Regions from separate parts of the Sus scrofa genome. Here region 2 is linked to region 1. The links are chromatin contacts, called in public Hi-C maps. All regions are on one chromosome and are shown on one strand. Each heading gives the region's core, a stretch centred on a gene start, on an enhancer-like site or on the middle of the called end of the contact. The rest is flanking DNA. Distances are from core to core; before and after follow the strand shown.

The links. A called contact is a pair of places that touch in the nucleus more often than the background predicts.
Region 2: a Hi-C map of embryonic fibroblasts shows a contact between it and region 1, with 9 times the contacts expected there. The contact joins two enhancer-like sites. A contact is called at or near these places in 4 of 47 Hi-C or Micro-C datasets (embryonic fibroblasts, epiblast stem cells and liver).

Annotation. Positions count from the first base shown.
Region 1 is chr10:22,979,401-22,985,406 of Sscrofa11.1, reverse strand. No RefSeq gene overlaps it. Among named protein-coding and RNA genes, the nearest start is that of ZNF281, 57 kb to the left of the region's middle. Within about 2 kb of position 3,811, at least 56 of the 83 cell types and tissues checked have an H3K27ac peak or open chromatin away from gene starts, as enhancers often do. A contact at or near this core is called in embryonic fibroblasts, where this site is marked.
Region 2 is chr10:23,096,735-23,102,757 of Sscrofa11.1, reverse strand. No RefSeq gene overlaps it. Among named protein-coding and RNA genes, the nearest start is that of ZNF281, 61 kb to the right of the region's middle. Within about 2 kb of position 3,912, at least 8 of the 83 cell types and tissues checked have an H3K27ac peak or open chromatin away from gene starts, as enhancers often do. A contact at or near this core is called in embryonic fibroblasts, where this site is marked.

The sequences.
Region 1 (6,006 bases), core at 2,562-5,061:
GCTTTGTTTCTGCTGAGCCACATGCGGGAACTCCACATGTAGTATTTCCTTCAGAGATGAATGGTAGTGGAAAACCAGTCGCATTAGCTGTGCCTGTGCTTGTCATCAGGAAATCACACGTATTTTCATGTTGTGTTACAGCCATCTGCAGCTCTCCCAAAGTGTTGTGCATACTTATCACTGCTCTGAAATAACGCTGGTTATTTTTAATTTTAATTTTTTCTTTTTAGGGCTGCAGCTGGGACATATGGAGGTTCCCAGGCCAGGGGTCGAATTGGAGCTACAGCTGCCAGTCTGCCCCACAGCCACAGCAACGCTGGAACCAAGCCTTGTCTGTGACCTACACCACAGCTCATGGCAATGCTGGATCCTTAACCCACTAAGTGAGGCCATAATGGTTGTTACTTGACCTACCCCTAGATCTTATCATTGAATATAAAGGCACTTATGTTATTAAGTACATCAAATTTATACTTCACTATTTATTTTTGATAACTATTTTCTAATTAGTTTCCTGCAGATGTCTGTGTCTTTTACAGGAAGTTTCACAAGGCTTTCAAAAGAAACCAGGGCACAAAAAAGGTTAAGAATCCCTTCAGGGGGAGTTCCCTCGTGGCTCAGCGGTTAACTGACCTGACTAGTATCCATGAGGATATAGGTTTGATCCCTGGCCTTACTCAGTGGGTTAAGGGTCCAGCATTGCCATGAACTGTGGTGTAGGTTGCAGACATGGCTCAGATCTAGTGTTGCTGTGGCTGTGGTGTAGGCCAGCAGCTCTAGCTCTGACTCGATCCTTAGCCTGGGAACCTCCATATGCTGCAGGTATGGCCCTAAAAAGCAAAAAAAAAAAAAAAAAAGAATCCTTTTAGGAGTTTCCGTTGTGGCTCAGTGGTTAAGAACCTGAGTAGTATCCAGGAGGATGTGGGATCAATCCCTGGCCTCGTTCAGTGGGTTAAGGATCTGGCATTGCTGCAACCTGTGGTGTAGGTTGCAAATATGGCTCAGATCCCTCATTGCTGTGGCCGTGAAGGCCAGCAGCTGCAGCTCGGATTAGACCTGGGAACTTTCATATGCTGCAGGTGCGGTCCTAAAAAAGAAAAAAAAAAAAAGGCAAAAAGGAATCTCTCTAGGTGTACAGTCTGGTGGGAGAGGAGGGTGTGGGTGGGAAACCAGAAGCCTGAACAGATAAAGTCGGTACAGGAGTTCCCACTGTGGTGCAACAGGATCAGTGGTGCCTCTACCAGCACCAGGAGGCAGGTTCAATTCCCAGCCCGGCGCAGCGGGTTAAAGGATCAGCAGTGGCCCCAGTTGGGAGAGAGGGAGGTTGCGACTTTGGCTGGGATTTGATCCCTGGTCCAGGAACTCCAAAAAAATTCAGTACGAAGTGGTGAGTGGGACCCAAGGAGGAAATGCGCTCAGCCTCTGAAGGAGTGAAAAGGGGGAGAGGCGGGAGGTCCCATTAGGACCAAAATGGGCATGTGTGTGTGTTTGGGGGGGCGGTCTGCAGAAGAGTACTGAGATTAAGTGCTTGCTCTCTGTGCTGAGTCTTGGGGGCTCTGGAAGGACTCACAAACAGCCCAAGGTGTCCACAAACTTACCTTTTTTCTCTCTCTCTTTTTTTTTTTTTTTTTTGTCTTTTGTGCAGCATATAGAAGTGCCCAGGCAAGGGGTCAAATCAGAGCTGTAGCTGCTGGCCTACCCCACAGCCACAGTGACCCTGGATCTGAGCTGCGTCTGCGACCTACACCTCAGCTCACGGCAACGCTGGATCCTTAACCCATTGAGCGAGGCCAGGAATCGAACCCACATCCTCATGGATACTATTTAGGTTTGTTACCACTGAGCCACAATGGGAACTCCTGAACTCACTTGTAGAACAAGTTTTATGGGGCAGGGTGGACAATGTTCAATGTTCAATCTTCTCTAGGAAATTCAGGGGCATGATAGAATTTTTCCAAACTGCCTCATTGATGTGGAATTCACATACAGTAAATGCACATGTGTGGCAAGTTTGGTCAAACATCACCGTCAAGAAGGAACCCTCCAGCTCCGCTCCCTCCCCCACCCAGAGGCGCCTGTGGGGTGGAGGGTGGGGGCTGGTATGAGAGGAACTCATATCTCACCTCCTCTTCTTCTTTTTGGTCTGGCTTCTTCCAGCTGGTAGAACAATACATTTGGTTCAGCCAAGCTGTTACAAATCCCTAGTTCATTCCTTTTCACTGAGTAGTATTTATTGTAGGCGCCTGTGCTGTAAAAGGGGAAAAAACCCAGATCCTCTTTTCATTTTTCTATTTTTTTTTTTTTTTTTTTTTTTTTGAGGCATGTAGAAGTTCCTGGGCCAGGGATGGAACCTGCGCCACAGCAGCGACCTGAGCTGCTGCAGTGCCCATGTCGGATCCTTAAGCATCCTTAACCCACCACCCGGGAATGCCAGACCCTTGTTTTCATCATACAAACTCTAGGGGGTGGGGAGCTCCCGCTATGGTGCAATAGGATCGGTGGAGTCTTGGGAGCACTGGGACTCGGGTTTGATCCCCAGCCTGGCACAGTGGGTTAAGGATCGGTACTACCAGAGCTGAGGCTTAGGTTGTGACTGTGGCTTGATCCCTGGCCTGGGAACTCCATGAACCGAGGGGGGGTGTGTGTGTCAAAAATGACATAAAGAAATAAACAAAAGGGGAGTGAGATTCCTAATGTTTATCAAATGGGAACATGGGTTAAGAGTGCTGAGAAATGCACCTCGGGGGTATGGTTAGGCTGTGTACCTGCCCAGGGTTCTACCAATCCCTGCTAACTCTGAGCACCTCTGGGCATATTTTAGACCTCAGGGGGGGCAGCCCCTCAGGACATGCAACCACAGACTCTGGGATGAGGAGATTAGCGGGGATGCTGGTGATGTGTCCGAGAAGCATCCGGCGTCATCTGCTGCCTTTCCATCCTCCTCATTCCCCAGATAAGGGGCAAGAACTTTTCCAAGTTGCACAAGCAGGAAGTGAGGTGCAGTGGGTCTGAGAGGAACGGTTACTGAAGTCAGAAGTGAGTCAGGAGACAGGATGCAATGCAGCCTGGTCCTCAATCCCAGCCTCGTGGGAGGCTCAGAAATGCGTGCGAAGTTCACTTTCACTTTTATTCTGGTTTGGGTTGTGATAGGATCTTTAAACTGGAGGAGTTAGGCTCCCTTCCTTCCTTCCTTCCTCTCTCCCTAACTTCCCTCCTTCCTTCTCTCTCTCTCTCTCTCTCTTTTTTTTTTTTTTTTTTTTTTGCACGTGGATTGTATCCATGCCACAGCAGTGACAATACTGGATCCTTAACCCGCCGAGCCATCCTGAAACTCTGAGTTAATGTTTTCTTTCCCGTCTTTTAAAAAATGTCCCCTTTCCACTTGGTCAGGGCCAGCACGTGGACTCCACTGAGTTGAATCCAGCAGCCTGCTGAAAAGAGAAAAGCTGGTCTCTTCTCCAACACCAAGGGCACGAGGCACTGGGTAAATCCTGGAAGTTACAGTGGAATGGGTAGCATGTTAAGACCAAATGAGAATTAAATGGTGTTTCTTGCTCTCTTCTGGGTCACGGGAGATTTGAGACTCTGGTGAAATTGTGGGTCTGCTTTCCCAGAACAAGGCACACATCTGCACGCACGCAATTTTGCAATAAGTTCAGAGGGTGTAGAGCGTCCCCTGAGCTTGTCCGTAGGAATGACCTCAGGGTGAGTATTTTTGGCATGAAATGAAATAGCCTTGGGTTCAGGGAAGCACAGAGCCTAGTCAGGGGCGATGAAAAAGATTACAGAGAAGGGCGGGTGGATCGGAGGGGCGGGACGGGTGGGTGGGGTTGGGTTTTGATGGACAGCCCCGCCCAGCTAGGGGCGGGGTCTCAGTGTCTGGAAGGCAGTTCCCCAGGCCCGGGCAGAAGTCAGAGAGAGGGAGAGAGAGAGGGAGGGAGGCGGTCAGCCGCCAACCAGGCCTGTTCCTTGTGGCTGATGAAAGATTACAGGAGGACTCCCCCAAACCACCAGGTGAGGTGGATAGGAGTCATGCTGGGAGTGAGGGTGAACGTGAGGTGAGTATTCCGCTCCCCCCCCACCCCGTTAAATAGTCCATCATTCCTTTTATTTATTTTTTTCAGATGGGGGATTTGGGGGTGTGTACAGGTGATCAATGCATATGGATTGTAACGAATTAAGAATGTTAACAAAAGTCAGAAATTCTCACATAATCTAACCTGTATTAATACTTTTCTTTTTGAATCTTTCTTTTTTTTTTTGTCTTTTCCAGGGCCGCACCCGCGGAACATGGAGGTTCCCAGGCAAGGGTCCAATCGGAGCTGCAGCTGCCGGCCTACGCCACAGCCACAGCAACACAGGATCCAAGCCGCATCTGCGATGTACACCACAGCTCACGGCAACGCAGGATCCTTAACCCACTGAGCGAGGCCAGGGATCAAACCCAAAACCTCATGGTTCCTAGTCAGACTTCTTAACCACTGAGCCACCATGGGAACTCCTCTATTAATACTTAATATGAATGTATTTTTTTGTTTGCCTTTTTTTTTTTTCCTTTGGCCATGCTGGCAGCATGCAGAGGTTCCGCCGGCCAGGATTTGGACCCAAGCCATAGCAGTGACAGGGTTGGACCCTTAACCCGCTGAGCCACTGGGAACTCCTTTTGTTCTCCTTTTTGAATATTCTCATTATTCTCCCCACTCTGGCCCACCACCCCAGTTATAAAGTAAGTCTTGGCGTTTCCTGGTAGTGCATCGGGTTGGGGATCCGGCACTGTCACTGCTGTGGCACGGGCTCCATCCCTGGCTGGGGAACCTCTGCATGCTGCAGGTGCGGCCAAAAAGGAAAAAGAAAAAAACTATTCAGCTGGCTCCCCAGCTTCACAGAGCTGTACCTTCTGTAATTAGGAAGTAATTGCTGGTGATACTTCTTAGGGTTTGTGTGAATATCTTTCCTTCCAGGGAACTTTCACCCATGGCTTTAGCATCTGAGAGGGTCCTTGCCCCCAGTCAACTGTTTCAGTGGTGCTTTTCCAGTAGGTCAGGACTTGCACATTTATTTGCTGGCAGGCAGTGACCATGTAGCCAAGTTAAGGTCATTCATGAATGATCTGGAGCAACCTATGAATGTTCCCTTTATTCGGAAAAAGGGTCTTTGCTGATATGAAGAAGTTAAGAATCTTTTTTTTTTTTTTCTTTTTCTTTTTTAGGGCCACCCCTGCAGCATATGGAGGTTCCCAGGCTAGGGATCTAATCGGAAGTGTAGCCGCCGGCCTACACCACAGCCACAGCAATGAGGGATCCGAGCCGCGTCTGCAACCTACACCACAGCTCACGGCAACGCCGGATCCTTAACCCACTGGGCGAGGCCTGGGGTCGAACCCGAAAACCTCATGGTTCCTACTCGGATTCGTTAACCTCTGAGCCACGACGGAAACTCCAGAAGTTAAGCATCTTGAGATGAGGAGATTCTTCAGGCGAGCCCTGAATCCAGTGACGAGTGTCCTTGGTGGAAGGAGATTTGAGACGAGGACACAGAGGAAGGAGGCTGCGTGGCCAGCCAGGCAGACAGGGGACTGAAGCCACCGTGAGCCAAGGAACGCTGACAGCCCCTTACATCAGCCATGCAGGGAACGGTCAGCCCCATTCTTGAGGGGAGCTTGCCTTGAGGGAGGGGCTCGACAGTCCACAGTAGTGGGGTGGGGGGGTAGGTGGGGGGAGGGGGGCAGAGCCCATTGGGCTGAGTGCGAGGTTTGTAAGGTGATGGGGGCGACTCGGGCTGTTCTCTTCTCATGGCTTCCACTTTCTCAGCCAAGTAAGAGGTGAGATTTTCAGCTGAGTGTGAGGACAGGGCCCCGGGGCTGGACTTCCAGGTACAGGTGTTCTCTCTTGGGGTTCTGATTACATGGAGAGGGGATGGTAAGTCCAGGCACAAGTTTGCAGGTGCAGATGCCACGTACAGAACTGGCCTGCAAAGATGGGTGGGCCATTCTTCTGGAACACCTAG
Region 2 (6,023 bases), core at 2,663-5,162, 120 kb before region 1:
TAGCTTTCTAAATATATCATTTCACCCTGGTTTGCATTTGATAACTTTAAATATAAAGTGCATGACCATGCCAAAGAATTATGTCATCAGAATAGGTTTAATAAATAGCTAACTCCTGCACTAGTGAGAACAGATTGTTTTTATTTTATTTATTTTATTTTATTTTTAGGGCCGCACCCTCCACATGTAGAAGTTCCTGGGCTAGGGTTCCAGTTGGTGCTGCATCTGCCAGCCTATTCCACAGCCACAGCAACGCAGGATTTGAGCCTCATCTGTGACCTACACCACAGCTCAGGACAACACTGGATCTTTAACCCACTGAATGAAGCCAGGGATTGAACTCTCCTCCTCATGGATACTAGCTGTTGGTTACCGCTGAGCACAACGGGAACTCCAACAGATCGCTTTTAAATGAAGAAAGCTCCTCCCTGAATTTCTGCAATTAAAGAATACATTTACATTAATTTTAACAACCACTGGTCCCTCGGGACGGCAATTTGAACACACGTTCACTCCGCTGCTCCATCCAGTTGGGAAGCCACAGACGGTGAGTTAAGACTTCTGGATTTGATGAGACCTCCCCTGGGTCAGGCTCTGTGGCCAAAGCAGAGAACATGCGGAGAAAGGACCCTCAACTTTAACAGTCTGGGCACCGACAGTTGTCACTGATGCCCTCTCCCCCGTGTGACATCCGCCCCTGCCCATTTAGTCATCCGCCTCCCTGCCACGTGCCCAGAGTCTCAGGCTAATGGGATGGTTAAGGGGCCAGAGGAGGATCTGGGAAGGAAAGATGAAAAAAGCGCCGCAGATCCCTTTCCTGCTTCTGGATCGGCCGGTTACGGCCACCAGGGGGCGATCAGGGACAGAGAGAGGATGAGGCAGGGCGGGGCGGGAGCTCGAGTTCGCGTCAGCAACCTTGCCTTCCCCTCCAGGGGCTGGGAGCCCTGACCCAGGCCAAAGAGGATGCCTGGGCTGCGGGGACCCTCCCTACCAGGGTCGGGGTCGGAGGGACCAGACGGCTCTCAGCCCATCCTCACCCAGCCCCTCCCGCTCCCCTCCCCAGGCCAGAGCTACCTGGTTCCTCATCCCCTCCCCTCCTGCTCCTCCGCCACCTCTGGCCAGGCCTTGCCCTGCTGTCCCCTCTCCGTCTTTTGTCAAAGTCACCCCCACAGACCCACTCTGTCCCTTCAGAAACCGAGCCCCTGCCTGTGCCCTGGCAGGACCCGCCGTTCACCACAGCATCACTCAAGCCTGGGGCTGCGGGTGGCTCACTCCAGCAGGTGGGCTGTTTGTGCAGCTGTGTGCGTGTGCATCCCAAGTGCCCCAGTTCCTTGAGCAACTCGGGGAACAGTGTCCAGTAAATCCTGTTTGTATTTATTGATTTACTTCCTTGCTTTTAGGGCCTCACGGGCAGCGTATAGCAGTTCCCAGGCTAGGGGTCGAATCTGATCTACATCTTCCAGCCTACACCACAGCAACACGGGATCCCAGCTGCATCTGTGATCTATACCACAGCTTACTGTGATGCCGGATCCTTAACCCACTGAACAAGACCAGGGATTGAACCCGCTGGATACTATGGATACGAGTCAGGTTTGTTTCCGTTGAGCCATGACAGGCACTCCAGTAAATCTCTTGAATAAATGAGCATTTCCACATTCCCAGGATCCAGCAGGACAGGGTGGGCTTCACCAGAGGGCCTCTCCTGAGGCTTTGCCATTTCTGATGGGGTCAGAGATGGGGGCCATGAATGCATGTGGGCATGACCTGCCACCTGGCACAGGGGTCTGATGGGCCCCCAGGAGGAAGGCTTCGCCCACCATCCCTAGATGCAAACCCTTCGATGAGTTCCCGGCGGGCACCCTGGAGGTGGTGACCCTCTGAGCTTCATCCTCTTCCTGGCTTCGACCTCATGAGGTACTCCGAGGAGGCGCTGCTCCCTCAGACCTCTCAGAGGGCCTCTGGGAGGGGGCCTTGCCAGAAAAGAATTGATGAAGGCACCCCCTGCTCGTGGAAAACCCCTCCAAGTCCTCCTGGACGTGAGTAGCTGAGGTAGATCAGGAGGCTTCTGGAGTGATGCGAGAAAACTTGACTCTGGGGAGCAGACCTGGAGAGGGGAGGTTGCACACGGGGACATTTGGGGGAGAAGGTCCTCCTGGCCCTTGTGTGGGACTGCATGTAGGGGGCTGGGTGGCTGGGGGTGGGGTGTCACTTGGGACTGGAGTTGACCCTGGACTTCAGAGGAGGGTCTTTAACACCAAAGCCCCCAGGAGTTCCCTGGTGGCCTAGTGGTTAAGGAGCTGGTGTTGTCACTGCTGTGGCTCAGGTTCGATCCCTGGCCCAGGAACCTCTTCGTGACACAGGCATGGCCACCCCCCCAAACCCCCACACCCCTTACCTTCTCCATAAAGACAGAAACTCCACAAGTTGCTGGAATTCACAGATTTAACGTGGGCAAGTCAGTGGTTTCAGGTGTGTTTGCAGAGTTTTGCAACCATCACTATGGTCTAGTTGATTTTATTCTTATTTAAAACAATATTTTTATGGCCACACCTGCAGCATATTGAAGTTCCCAGGCCAGGGATCCATTGTGAGCCATAGCTGCCATCTATGCTGTAGCTGCGGCAATGCTGGATCCTTTTAACCCACTGCACTGGGTGGGGGATCCAAGTGGCGCCTCTGAAGTGACCTGAGCCACTGCTGTCGATTCCTAACCCTCTGCACACAAAGGGAACTCCAACTAAGGTCCATTTTAGAACATATATATGTGTATGTTTATTTATTTATTTTTACCCCAGAAGAATTGTAGGCATCAGGGGTCACTCTCTATTCTTTCTTGCCCCCAGCTCCTAGCAAGCTCTCATCTCCTTACTATGTCTCTAGATTTTCCTCCTCTGGGCGCTTCATGTAAATGAGATCTTATAACTCGTGGGCTTTTTTGTAACTGACTTCTCTGACTTTTCAGAGGTCTGCAAGGCCCAAATTGTAGCCTGGATCAGTACTTTGCTTTTTTTTTTTTTTTTTTTTTTTTTTTTGTCTTTTTAGGGCGACACCCGTGGCATATGGAAGTTCCCAGGCTAGGGGTCCAATCAGAGCTGCAGCTGCCGGCCTACACCACAGCCACAGCAACTCGGGATCTGAGCCGCATCTGCGACCTACACCACAGCTCATGGCAATGCAGGATCCTTAACCCACTGAGAGAGGCCAGGGATCGAACCCACATCCTCATGGCTACCAGTTGGGTTCGTTACTGCCGAGCCACGATGGGAACTCCCAATCCTTCACTCTTTTTCAGGGATGAATACTATTCCCATATAGTTATACCACCTTTTGCTTATCCACTCATCCGTTGCTGGACATTCAGATTATGAATAATGCTGCTATCCACATCCAAGTTTCTGTGCGGATATAGTTTTATTTCTCTTCGGTCTCTATCTGGGAGTGGAATTGCTGGGCCATGGGATAGCTCCGTGTTGAATCTTGAACAGAAAACACCGAGGTTTTGCAAAGCAGGGAAACACACGTGTTTGCAGCAAAGCAAGAAGAAATGCTATGGGCTTCCAGCAAGCCCTCCTTTTCATGCAGACCTTGTCTTGAAGCTGATCCCTGTAGCCTGAAGCCTCCAGGGTGAGGGGGGGAGTGTCCAGGGGCTTGTGAAAGAGAGAGGAGGGGGCCACCAGGGCAAGGAGAAAAGTACCGGAGGAGAAAGGCAGAAGACGGGGTGCAAAAACAGAGGGAAGGGCGGGTCAAGCTGCCTTTTAGAGGCTGCCCACGCCTAAGCCTAAGCCTGATTAATGTATTTGTATCCTGTGTTTTCTGAGTAATTCCCACAAGTGCTTAAGGGGGTATGTGTGTCTGAGCTCCGCATGGAAGGCTGAGCATCCTGCCGTCAGCTGCCCCGCTTGGTGGGATGACTCATATTCCGTCATAGGAGACAGTGACTCAGCTCCCCTATGGCAGTGCTCATACCTGGACACGCAGGGGCATCCCCTGGGGACTTTAAATGCCTGGACCCTGATGGCCCCGGGGCCATGCTGAGCCCAGGTGCAGGTGTTCTTTACAGGCTCCCCAAGGACTTTTTTTTTTTTTTTTTGTCTTTTTAGGGCCCCACCCAGGGCATATGGAAGTTCCCAGCTAGGGGTCGAATCAGAGCTACAGCTGCCAGCCTACACCACAGCCACAGCAATGCAGGATCCGAGCCGTGTCTGCGACCTATGCCGCAGCTCACCACAATGCAGGATCCTTAACCCAGTGAGCAAGGCCAGGGATGGAACCTGTGTCCTCATGGATGCTAGTCAGATTCCTTCCCACCGAGCCACCGTGGGAACTCCTCCCCAGGGACTTTTTTTTTTTTTTTTTTTTTTTTTTGCTATTTCTTGGGCCGCTCCCTCGGCATATGGAGGTTCCCAGGCTAGGGGTCGAATCGGAGCTATAGCCACCGGCCTACACCAGAGCCACAGCAACTCGGGATCCGAGCCGCGTCTGCGACCTACACGTTGCTCACGGCAACGCCGGACCCTTAACCCACTGAGCAAGGGCAGGGACCGAACCTGCAACCTCATGGTTCCTAGTCGGATTCGTTAACCACTGCGCCACGACGGGAACTCCCCCAGGGACTTTTTATATGCAGCCAGGGTGAGGACCCATCCATGTAGAGATGGGAACTCCTCAACAAACATTCTTAAAAAAAGCCATGCAGAACTTTCCAGAAGCGCTTCAGATCCCCAGTTATTGGTACTTCTAATAAGTGCTAGAGAATAAGAGATTCTCTCTGGGGTATTTTCTTTTTTGTCTTTTTAGGGCCACACCCACGTCATATGGAGGTTCCCAGCAGGCTAAGAGTCCGATAGGAGCTGAAGCCACCGGCCTACACAGCAACGCTGTATCGAGCCACATCTGCGGCCTACAGCACAGGTCAGGCACTGCCGGATCCTTAACCCTTCAGCGAGGTCAGGGATCAAACTTGGAACCTCATAGTTCCTAGTTGGGTTCCTTAACCACTGAACCACCGACCAAAACTCCCTGTCTGCCGATTAATTGGCCTCCTACTGTCTCTCTGGGCCAGAAGCGGCTCTATCTGGGGACCGTGATGCTTGGGACTCCAGAGAATCTGGGTGGAAGGAAGCGCATCGGGTGGGGCTGAAGTGGGTGCATCAGAAACACACGGCCTCTCTGAGGATCTAGAGCCCAGAGTGCGCTCCTGCCTCATATTTGGGGGGTGGCTCCTCCCACTTTCCTCCCTACAGGCTCTGGGCACCTTCCCAGCGCCTGGTAAGAACCAGGCTAGTGCCCTGAGCTCTGCAGCTCCATCTCCGCGAGCCTCTGGGACCTTCCCCGGGAGGTCCCCTGACCCAGGCCCGCCGTCTCAGCCTGGCATCCGAGGCTGCCTTGCAACCTGTCCACTTGCTTCTGCTCTTAGCATTTTACAACCTGCACCCCTCACAGCAGGTGGATCACTGAAAAAAAAATTACATGCCCTCTTTCCCTTTCTCAGAGCTTCCGCAGGGCGGCGCATCAGATGCAGACTTTAACTCCAGCCCCCGGAGCCTTCTGAGACTCCACTCACCTCCCTTTCCCACACTGCCCCCCTCCCTCCACCCTGCTCCCCTCCCCCACTCCCCTCGCACACACCTCCCCATTCCACCCTGCCCCCCCCCCCAGCCCTGTGGCCTCAGCTGCACCAGGCATCCCTCTGCTTGGAAGGTCTTCCCCCCAGAGGACCAGTGGGTGCTTTTCTCTGCATGCCCTGTTGGGTGACAAGCCTCTCTGATGCAAGGACCCTCTGCTGGCCATCAGTGATCCCTGCCTCACCCAATGAGGTCAGCTGCATGGACAGGGTCCTCAGTAAGGCACTCCAGGGTGGAAAGGGACCAAATTATAAAGAAAGTGATGTGGGAGTTCCCTGGTGGTCAAGTGGCTAAGGAATCGGCACTATCACTGCTGTGGCTCGGGTTCGATCTCAGGCCAGGGAACTTCCAAGTGCTCCAGGCAAAAACAAACACAGCAAAAAAAGGGATGAGACA